Regions from separate parts of the Mus musculus genome. Here regions 2 and 3 are each linked to region 1. The links are chromatin contacts, called in public HiChIP or PLAC-seq and promoter capture Hi-C maps. All regions are on one chromosome and are shown on one strand. The core of a region is the stretch at or near the end of the contact, and the rest is flanking DNA. Distances in the headings are between cores, read along the strand shown. Region 1 holds the start of Mrpl37 (mitochondrial ribosomal protein L37). Region 2 holds the start of Yipf1 (Yip1 domain family, member 1). Region 3 has its middle 27 kb from the start of Gm31125.

The links. HiChIP or PLAC-seq counts read pairs in DNA pulled down with a chosen protein or histone mark. Capture Hi-C pulls out chosen DNA fragments and counts their contacts.
Region 2: a promoter capture Hi-C map of pancreatic islet shows a contact between it and region 1. The contact joins the promoter of Yipf1 here to the promoter of Mrpl37 in region 1. A contact is called at or near these places in 3 of 39 promoter capture datasets (hippocampal neurons, liver and pre-B cells), 1 of 484 Hi-C or Micro-C datasets (CD4 T cells), 1 of 115 datasets of contacts at active chromatin or transcription factors (pancreatic cancer cells) and 3 of 9 other capture datasets (adipose tissue, liver and pancreatic islet).
Region 3: an H3K4me3 HiChIP or PLAC-seq map of bone marrow-derived macrophages shows a contact between it and region 1, with 4 times the contacts expected there. The contact joins the enhancer-like site here to the promoter of Mrpl37 in region 1. A contact is called at or near these places in 1 of 39 promoter capture datasets (liver), 1 of 484 Hi-C or Micro-C datasets (cerebral cortex), 13 of 115 datasets of contacts at active chromatin or transcription factors (bone marrow-derived macrophages, craniofacial prominence, embryonic basal ganglia and 7 more) and 3 of 9 other capture datasets (adipose tissue, liver and pancreatic islet).

Annotation. Positions count from the first base shown.
Region 1 is chr4:107,065,367-107,068,330 of GRCm38.p6, reverse strand. Mrpl37 (mitochondrial ribosomal protein L37) reads left to right here and starts at 1,465. Exons shown (of 7, transcript NM_025500.2): 1 at 1,465-1,881. The coding sequence starts at 1,536. It overlaps Cyb5rl (cytochrome b5 reductase-like), which reads right to left and starts at 1,337. Exons shown (of 7, transcript NM_001346552.2): 1 at 1,286-1,337.
Region 2 is chr4:107,312,800-107,315,763 of GRCm38.p6, reverse strand. Yipf1 (Yip1 domain family, member 1) reads right to left here and starts at 1,401. Exons shown (of 10, transcript NM_145550.3): 1 at 1,302-1,401; 2 at 1.
Region 3 is chr4:106,865,554-106,868,517 of GRCm38.p6, reverse strand. No RefSeq gene overlaps it. Among named protein-coding and RNA genes, the nearest start is that of Gm31125, 27 kb to the right of the region's middle. RefSeq lists an enhancer at 1,227-2,964. Within about 2 kb of position 1,522, at least 137 of the 459 cell types and tissues checked have an H3K27ac peak or open chromatin away from gene starts, as enhancers often do. A contact at or near this core is called in adipose tissue, bone marrow-derived macrophages, cerebral cortex and 6 more, where this site is marked.

The sequences.
Region 1 (2,964 bases), core at 216-2,715:
AGCTCTTTGACTTTGGTGTGTTTCTGAGGCTGGGCCACCAGTGAGAATGAAGTTGGTGTCTCACTCTTTCTGTATTCTGCCAAACACCTGGCATACAGGAAGCTCCCATGGCCTGGTGAGTGTTCGTTCCCTCTATAGTCCGGGAGCTGGGTACAGGATTTGGTGTTGTAAGGCAGAAGGCACAGGACACGGTCCCTGTCCTTGTTAAGACCTAGCACGGTGTTATACTCATCCAGTCACTCCATCTGTACTGTGCATCAGATAACTGAGTGAATGGTGCCTCTCTTTATGGCAATTACTCTTAGCATTTGGGAAGGAGATGTACTAAGACAAATGAAAATGCTTTAACTGTAAACTGCTGGGTAGTCTGAGTGTTAGTCATATTGTCCTCTGCCTCTTTTGCATTCATGGGGGTTAAATAGTCCTATTGTCTCAGTCGTTTTGGAAACTGGTAGACAAGGTGGCCACTTCATGCACAATTTTAAAGATGAAGTTCCTTCCCATCTGGGAGGCACAATCCCTGTTGCAGCCTCGCCCTGGATGCTTATCCCTACTCTTCAGGCCTTGGCTGAAAGGTCATCTCCTCTCAGAGACCTTCTCAAGTGTTCCCCTTGTCATTACCAAGCACCTTATTTGTTCTACTATGTATTCATTTGTTAACCTAAAGTGTGTGTCACGCAACTGCTCTAGAAGCCAGGGAGAGTTCACGGGCCGGTCACTAAACAATGCAACTCTGACAGTGGTCAAACAAGAGAAAAGACCTAAGGGACAGGAAGCATGTGTGTGTTGCCACCGTTCACGTCGTGCACTCATGTACTCACTCGGTGGTCCCTCAACCTATGCCCACCCGATGCTTACTTAGCACAGTCCTCACTCTGACCCCCGCAGCGAGCCTGCCAGAAGCCAGTGCACTGGACCCGCCTCCGGGAATCGGAAAACTTAGCAGCAGCAGAGCAAAAGTAACTCGCGTTCGGCGCCGGGCGAGCCGCAGTGCCAGCAGTCGGCCGCCAAGCTGGCATAGAAAGAGGTACCCGGGCCACTCGCAGGCTCTGGGAAGCCGCAGCCAGGAAAGTGTGGGCAACGCTGAGAAGGGCGGAAAGGATGGCAGTTCCAGAACTCATGAGGCGTCGGACCCGCTAAGGCATTTTAACTCCTAATTTTACAGCGAGGAGACCGGGCCCTCTCACGTTCTAAATGCCTAAGGGTCAAAGGCGTGCAAAGTACAGATCTGAGGTCCCTACGCTCCTCCGCGCCGGCCGCGAGCTCCACCACCGCGCTCACCTACCTACCAGCAAGTTTCTTCACGTGTGGCACTTCAGAAACCCCAAGCAAAGAGCACCTTCCAGGTTCCACCAATAAGGATGGGAACTGCCTGAGGGGCGGGGACAAAGCAAGCATATTCTAATTGTGATTGGGTGAAGTGTCTGTCATTCGCAAAAACCCGTCATTGCGCTCCGCCCCTTTGGCTCCCAGCAGTCCCTGCACGGGCAAAGATGGCGGCGTCCAGGTAGAGGTTTTGTAGAAACGGAGTCGGTATGGCCTTGGCGTCCGGGCCCGCTCTGCGGGCACTCGCTGGCTCTGGAAGGCTCGGCCTCGGAGGTTACGGGACTCCGAAACGTGGGGCGTATGAGTGGGGCGTGCGCTCCACGCGGAAGCCCGAGCCTCGCCCCCTGGACAGGGTGTACGAGATCCCCGGTCTGGAGCCCATTACCTACGAGGGCAAGAAGCACTTCGTCCCGTGGCTGGCGAGGCCGATCTTCCCGCCGTGGGAGCGCGGCTGGAATGACCCACGCTTCCACCGTGCCGCCCCGATCCACGAACAGACTCTGTACAAGGAAGAACCCTGCTACATCTTCCACCAGCGTTGCCGACTCCTGGAGGGTGAGGTCTCAGGACAAACGGGAGGAGACGCTGTCCCAGGCTCAGCAGTGACCCCGAGCCTGGGGAAGTTTCTTCCTCTGGAAGTAGAATAGAGTAACACCCGGCTTCCAAGAGTTGTCAGATCAAGGTGTTTGTGAAAGGGAGCAATGGAGAATGTGTGCAGAGAGGAGGGGATTTGTCTCCATGCGTGGAGAGGTGATAATAAAGCAGGTCTACAACGCTCCTTTTCTGGGGGTGTCTTTTGTTAAAATAGGCCTGGGATATGTTTTCAAAGAAAGGATTTGCACCCAAAAGTCTACCCACTTAATAACAGGTCAGAATGTCTTGAGCCTTTTCCTGAGTTGGAGGCCAGCCTAATCTACAGAGTGAATGAGTTCGAAGACAGTCAGGGCTACACAGAGAAACCCTGTGGGGAGGCGGGGGAGATACATCAATGTCTCAAAGTCATTCTGTTTCTTAAGAGGAGTGTCAGGAACTGTTTTCCAGAGTTGAACCCTCTCAGGATCAGGATGAGGATAGGGAAGATCCTAAAACCAAAAACAACTGAAGTCTGTGGGAGCAGAGATTCCAAAGGATAACTAGGAAATACAGAGACCCAACAAGGTTTGGAGCCAAATTAAGAGAATCAGTCATAAGTTTGGAAAAATCGATAGCCATAGGCCAGCCTCCTAAAAGGCCCACTTCTATGCCTGCAAGCTGATATTTTTGGCCATTAACCATTTTCTGTGAACTCAGGAGGTGCTGTGAAGGATCTCACAGACACGACCCCTTTGCATTACCCTGACAACGAATGCCTAGTGGATGGATGTGTTTCAGAAGTTAGGATTGCACCTGGAGATGGTGGTGCATGCCTTTAATCCCAGCCCTCAGGAGGCAGAAGCAGGAAGATCTCTGTGAGTTCAAGTCAGCCTGGTCTACTGAGTGAGTTCCAGGATAGCCAGGGCTACACAGAGAAACCGTGCTTTAGGAAAAAAGATCAGAAGTTAAGATTGCATTCATTGAACCAGTCTGAAAATGTATTTTCTATCCTACACTTTCTCAATGTACAGAGAGGTCTTATAAAATCCCAATAAACCCTTGTGA
Region 2 (2,964 bases), core at 152-2,651, 250 kb before region 1:
TCTAAAACAAAGAAATATGTAAGCTTAGGAAAATGGAACACTCTGCAAAAAGAATTCATAGTAAAAGAATTTTGAGAGCCAGCTGTAGTGGTAGTGCATGCCTTTAACCTCAACACTGTGGAGGCACATCTCTGTGAGTTTAAGGGTGGCCTGCCCCACATAGTGGGTCAGAAACTAAAAATGATTACTACCATCTCTTTATCTTCTGTGGCTATGGGATTCAGTTCTTTCCTTCTACCTTAGGGACCCAGAATGGGACTAGGACCATGCTTGGGGACAGCCACCTTTACCTGCTGAGCAATCCCTCCCCCCCACACACACACTTGCCTACTCTTTCAACGGGGACTGATAGTTTATATAACTATCACAGGTCATACAACTTGATATTTATATTAATATAGCTCAGGAAGAGAGTTGGTATAGAGCTGAGCAGCCTCTCGGAGTTAAAGAAGAGGAGTGAGCTGGAGAATAAGGGAACTGCACCTGGGAATAGAGTATGTGACGGGTGAGAACTGAACACAGGAGAGTCGAGAAGCACTCAGGACTCTGTGAGTGGATGTCCAGCCCAGCCTGTGATCAGGACATCTGTGAGCGGAATCCACCCAGTGCAGGGAAGAACCATCCAGAGCGACACTGGACAGCCTACAGAGGAACCGAAAGCTGGTGTGGTAGCTCATTTGAATGTTTGCCTAGCAAGTACAAAGTCCTGGGTTCAATACTCAGGACCTACAAAATCTGGTGCATGCCGGCGATCCCAGCACCTAGGAGACGGAGGCAGGAGACTGAGTAAGTTTAAGGTTATCCTAGACTATCTGGTGAGCTCGGAGACCATGAGTTAGAAGAGTGTCCTATCAACAAAAAGAGACTGGCTGCGGGGGACACTCGCTGCCGCGTGAATGTTTAGGGGCCAGATGCAGCCTGGAGATGGAAGAAAATGGAAGGGGAGCCTAGGGTTTGGGAGAGGTGGTGGGGAAAGCATTCCAGTGCAGCCGGCTTAAGGTCCCAGACAGACCTGGGTTTGAGTCCCGATTCTGTTGTTTCTCTGCTGTGTGTGCGCTCCTTGAGGCTCCCCATCTGTAAAATGGGTTCGTGAAGGTGTCTAAACCATTCTATAAGGTAGTGCGTGTAAGGAGCTTAGCGAAGAGCCAGGCAATTAGTAGCTCTTAACTGTTAGCGACCCTGCAGTCAGGGATCTAGGGATGCACAGACAGGGTTTGGGTGGTGGTGGGGGATGCTTGAGCAACAGAGGACAGGGAGGGTAGGAGATTCCCCAACTGACCCAGAAGCCCTGACGCCCTCACCTCTCAGGAAGAGGTCCAACTGTCCAGGAAAGGTTGGGGCCTGGGATGCTCTGCACTGGTAGCCGGTCAGTCCAATCCCGGAAGCCGGAGATCCGGGGGAGGGTGTTAGATTTCTCCGCCTCCTCCGGGCAGAGCACCGCCTCCTCTCTTAAAGCAAACGCGGTCACCCAGCGAAGACTCGGAAAACGCGGAAGACACCGGAGCGCCAAGTAACTCGGTGCTGAGTCCCGCCCTCTCGGTGGTCTTAAAGAGACAGGCGAAGTGGGGCGAATTCTCAGGAGTTCGGGAGTGTTTTACTCATTGTTTATACGTTTTACTTATGCAAAGAGAAAAATGAAAAAGAAAAAGAAAATAGGTCACCAGTTCCTGGTTTCTCTGGCCATGAAAACTTAACCAGCGAGGAAGGCACCATAGCAGATGGCTTGTGAATCAAAGAAGTTCTTTTGTCACTGTTCACAGAGGGCTGGCCCCTCAGCTGTACCACCTAGGTGTCTGACAGTCACCTCGAAAACAGCAGGACTTAACAACATTGGCATAGTCTGGCAAGCGACCTTGTGGTTTGCTTCCTACCTGGACCTCCAGGCTTGGAAAACTGTCTCCCCCTGCCCATAGGGGATGCTATCGTCTCCTCTGGGACTCCTGTTGCTCTGCTAATCCCCTGGGCTTCACCCTGCTTTGGCAATGCTTGCCTGAATTCTGTTTGCTTATCTTTGCCAGCCTGTGAACACTGAGAACAAAAAGATCCGGAATGGTTCTAGTCTCCGGGTGGCCAGTACCAGCCAAGGCAGTAGCATACAATTACTGTTCACAGTATTCTATCACGGACTGAAAGGGTCCCTAGACAGTTTTTGCTGTCTGGGAGGGAGCAGTGTAAACAGCAGACACTTGATTCACAGCTCATACAAGGAGACCAGTGTCTTTAGCTTCACCTGCAGGGTACTTCCAATTTGACTTCTAACATACTCTGAATATCAGTCATGATTGATAATGTTTTTTTTTCTTTTTAAAAAAAGAGTTGCTTATTTATTTTATGTATGTGAGTATGCCACTGTCTTCAGACACACCCCAGAAGAGGGCATTAGATCCCATTACAGATGGTTGTGAGCCACCATGTGGTTGCTGGGAATTGAACTCTGGATCTCTGGAAGAGCAGTCAGTGCTCCACTGAGCCGTCTCTCCAGATAATGTTTTCCTAACTGGCAAGCTGTCAGGTGTAATAACACACATTAGTTAATATAATTCATATGGAGGGGCTTTGTCTATGCAGGACCTCCAACTCTCAGAACAATGCTGCAAACCCGAGGGGGGCGCCCTTATTATATAAGGGGGTAACTGGGCTCAGAGTGCATGTGGAGCACTGTTGTTGAATGTCCGGAATGAACATCAGCTTATGAACTCAGACGTGCAAGCATGCCCAACACCTCTTCTGTCTCACATTCGCTCATTTGCTGCTAACCTCACCCCCACTGATCTTACTCCAGCTACAGACCCTGAGAAAAGGCCACCCCAAATGCTCGCTATGGGCTCCTCATCTTCTTCATGACCAAAGCAACTTGGCAGGGAAAGAGTTGACGTGGCTTACACGTCCCAGTCCTAGTTCATCACTGAGGGAAGTCAGGGCACAACTGTGGAGGAATGCTGCTTACTGGCTTGCCTTCTCACA
Region 3 (2,964 bases), core at 273-2,772, 200 kb after region 1:
AGTATCCTGCTCTATCATTCTGTCTTATTTTCATGATACACTGAACCTGGAGGTAGGCGGGTGGCCAGCAAGACACAGTGGTTGGTGCTCTGTCTCTGTCCCTCACAGCTTTGGGCTTACAGACATGTCTACCTCCACCCATGCACCCTCCACCAAGACAGGGTTTCCCTGTGTATGGCTATTCTGGAACTCACACTGAGAAACTGCTCACTATGGGAAGCACCATTCCCTAGGAAGGAGAATCTAACTGTATAAGCCTGGAGAAAGCCAACTGAGCACTAGAATGCATGTAGTAGTCAATTGTTCTCTGCTTGTGAGAATGGATGTAATGTGACCAGATCTTTCATACTTCTGCAGCTGTGACTTCCCTGCCAGAATAGGCTATAATCTGGAATTGTGAGCCAAATAAATACTTTCTCCCTTAGGTTGCCTTTGCCAGGGTATTTTATCACGGCAAAGGAAAAAAAAAAAACAACTAAGTAAATGGATATCATTATTTTAAGTTTTATTTTGTTTATTATTGGATATGATGTATATGTAGTGTGTGTGTGTGTGTGTGTGTGTGTACACAAATGTGCATGTAGAGGGCAGAGCACAACTTTTGGAGGTCAGTTTTCTCTTCACACTATGAATCTCTGGGATAAAATCTCATATCATGCTTTTTTTTTTTTTCCATGACAGAATTTCACTGTGTAGCCCAGGCTGTCCTCGAACTCACAGAGACTGTTTATCCCTACCTCCTGTGTGCTGGGACTAGAGTTGCGTGCCACCATGTCCAGCAGTCATTTTCTGTTTATTCATTTAAAATAGCCAGGTATAGTGGTATATGCCTTTAATCCCAGCAGTCAGGAGGCAGAGACAGTCAGAACTCTGTGAGGTGGAGACCAGCCTGGTCTACATTAGAGATTTCCAGGACAGCCAGGACTACATAGAGAGCTCCTGTCTCAAATGAACAAACTATCTATCTGTCTGTCTATCTATCTATCTATCTATCTATCTATCTATCTATCTATCTATCTACTGAGGCAGAGTCTATGCTATGCAGCTCAGGCTGGACTTGAACTCATGATTCTGTGTCCTCTGCCTGCCAAGTTCTGGGACTACAGGTAGGCACCACCATGCCCAGCTTTCGCCACCTTTTGGAAGTACCCTTTCTGTTGTTTTGTTTATGCTTCTTTTCTCTTCTCTGTGTGTTTCCTGAGAGCTGCTCCTTGTAATGGCACCGTGTTGGTGACAGGGCTTGGTACATAGCTGGTGCTCACTAAGTATTTGCGGACTGAACAGACCACTGAACAGCAAAGAAGTAAAGGACTGTGGGTGAGCCTCTCCTTCTCTGTTCCCCCTACCCTGCCCCCAGCCCCTGAGTAGGGCGTCAGCCCCTCCCCACTGTGACCCTGGCTGAGCTAGGGCCTCTTGGGAGGATGAAGCCTGCAGCCGCCTTGGCTGCCTGCCCTGTATTGATCAAAGCTGGGAGGCCTGCTGGCTGAGGTCTGTCCCAGTGTGGGGGCGGGGCGGGGCAGGGGATTTGTCCGAGGCTTGCCTGGGGCCTTTCGATGCTGCCTAAGACCCATCTGGTGCAGGGACTGGCTCTATTCCTTCCTCCTCATACTTCCCAGGGGAAGCCGACACAACCCCAGGGGTATGGATGGGCAGTAGGAGTGAGCAGTGTACACAATGCAATGGCCACAGTGTTCGTGGCTGTCCTCCTTTGGGCAGGAGTCCCCTCTTTTTTTTTTTTTTTTTCTGAGATGAGTCTTAAAACAAACCTTTTCATAATATTTATTTGTGGAAATGGTGGGGGTAAGGGTGTGCATGACACATATATGAAGATCAGAAAATGATGTGCAGGGCCTGGCTCTCTCCTTCCAGCGTGTGGGTGGCAATGCTTGCACTCAGCTTGTCAAGCCTATCAGTGGCTTTACTCAACGAGCCATCATGCCAACACCTGAGGCAGGGTCTCCTGTAGCTCAGGCTGGCCTGGAGTTCACTCGGCAGCTGAAGAGATGAAGGTCTGAGCCTCTTGCTTCCACTTTCCAAATGCTGGAGTGAGAGGTACACAATTCCTGGTTTCTACATGTTGGGCCCAGGCTTCGTGTATACCACAGACGTAAGCTACCATCTCAGCTCCACCCACTACTCCACCTGAACACCAGCTCCGATATTACCCCGAGAGGTAGACTAACTAAAAGTCACACCTATTTGATAGAGGAGGAGACTCAAGCCCGCAAGGTACCATGATGGTTTGTTTGCCAGTTCTTCCAATACACGGGTTACTGTTGCTCCCTGGCAATCCCCATGCCAGGACACAGCAGAGGACCAGACCTTGGCCATCCTGAGCTGAGGAAGGAGTAGGTATTTCATGGCAATTCAGGGGATGCTGGGGACCCTGAGATTTCCAGGCAGGGCCTAGGCTAGCCTCAAACTTGCATTCTGTCAACCCAAGCCCCTTCCTGGAGGATTTAAGACTGTGTTGAGCAGTTGTTTTAAATTTCCGGGCAGGGGGCTGCAAGGGGGCAGGGGAGGGGCGCTGCAGGCTGTCTAGGGTGTGGGCTGCTATTTACCAGGGCTTTTTGCGGGATGCAGCGTCTAGGCTGGGGGTGCCTACAATTGCTTCCAGCTGGGCTGTCAGCCAGGCAGAGGCCTGGGGATAGGTGGAGGGGGTGGCAAAAGAGGACCGCAGTGCTTAAAGGGTCCCTTCCGACCCACTTCCCCACCCCCCTGCCTCCATAGGTGATTGCTTTCGCTGGGCCATCAGGCCTGGTGGGGCATCCCCGAACATAAAAATATATCTATAAAGTGGGAATCCGGCCGGCTGGCCGGCCGGCTGGGCCTGCACTGAGCTTTATGGCCCTTGTGCACTTAATCTTTCATTTCCTCTCCCTGCTCACTTCCCCTCTTTCCCTGGAGGACTTGCTCGCTCAGCAACGCTGCTGTGAGCCCCTTCTCTGCCCCTCCCCCACGCGT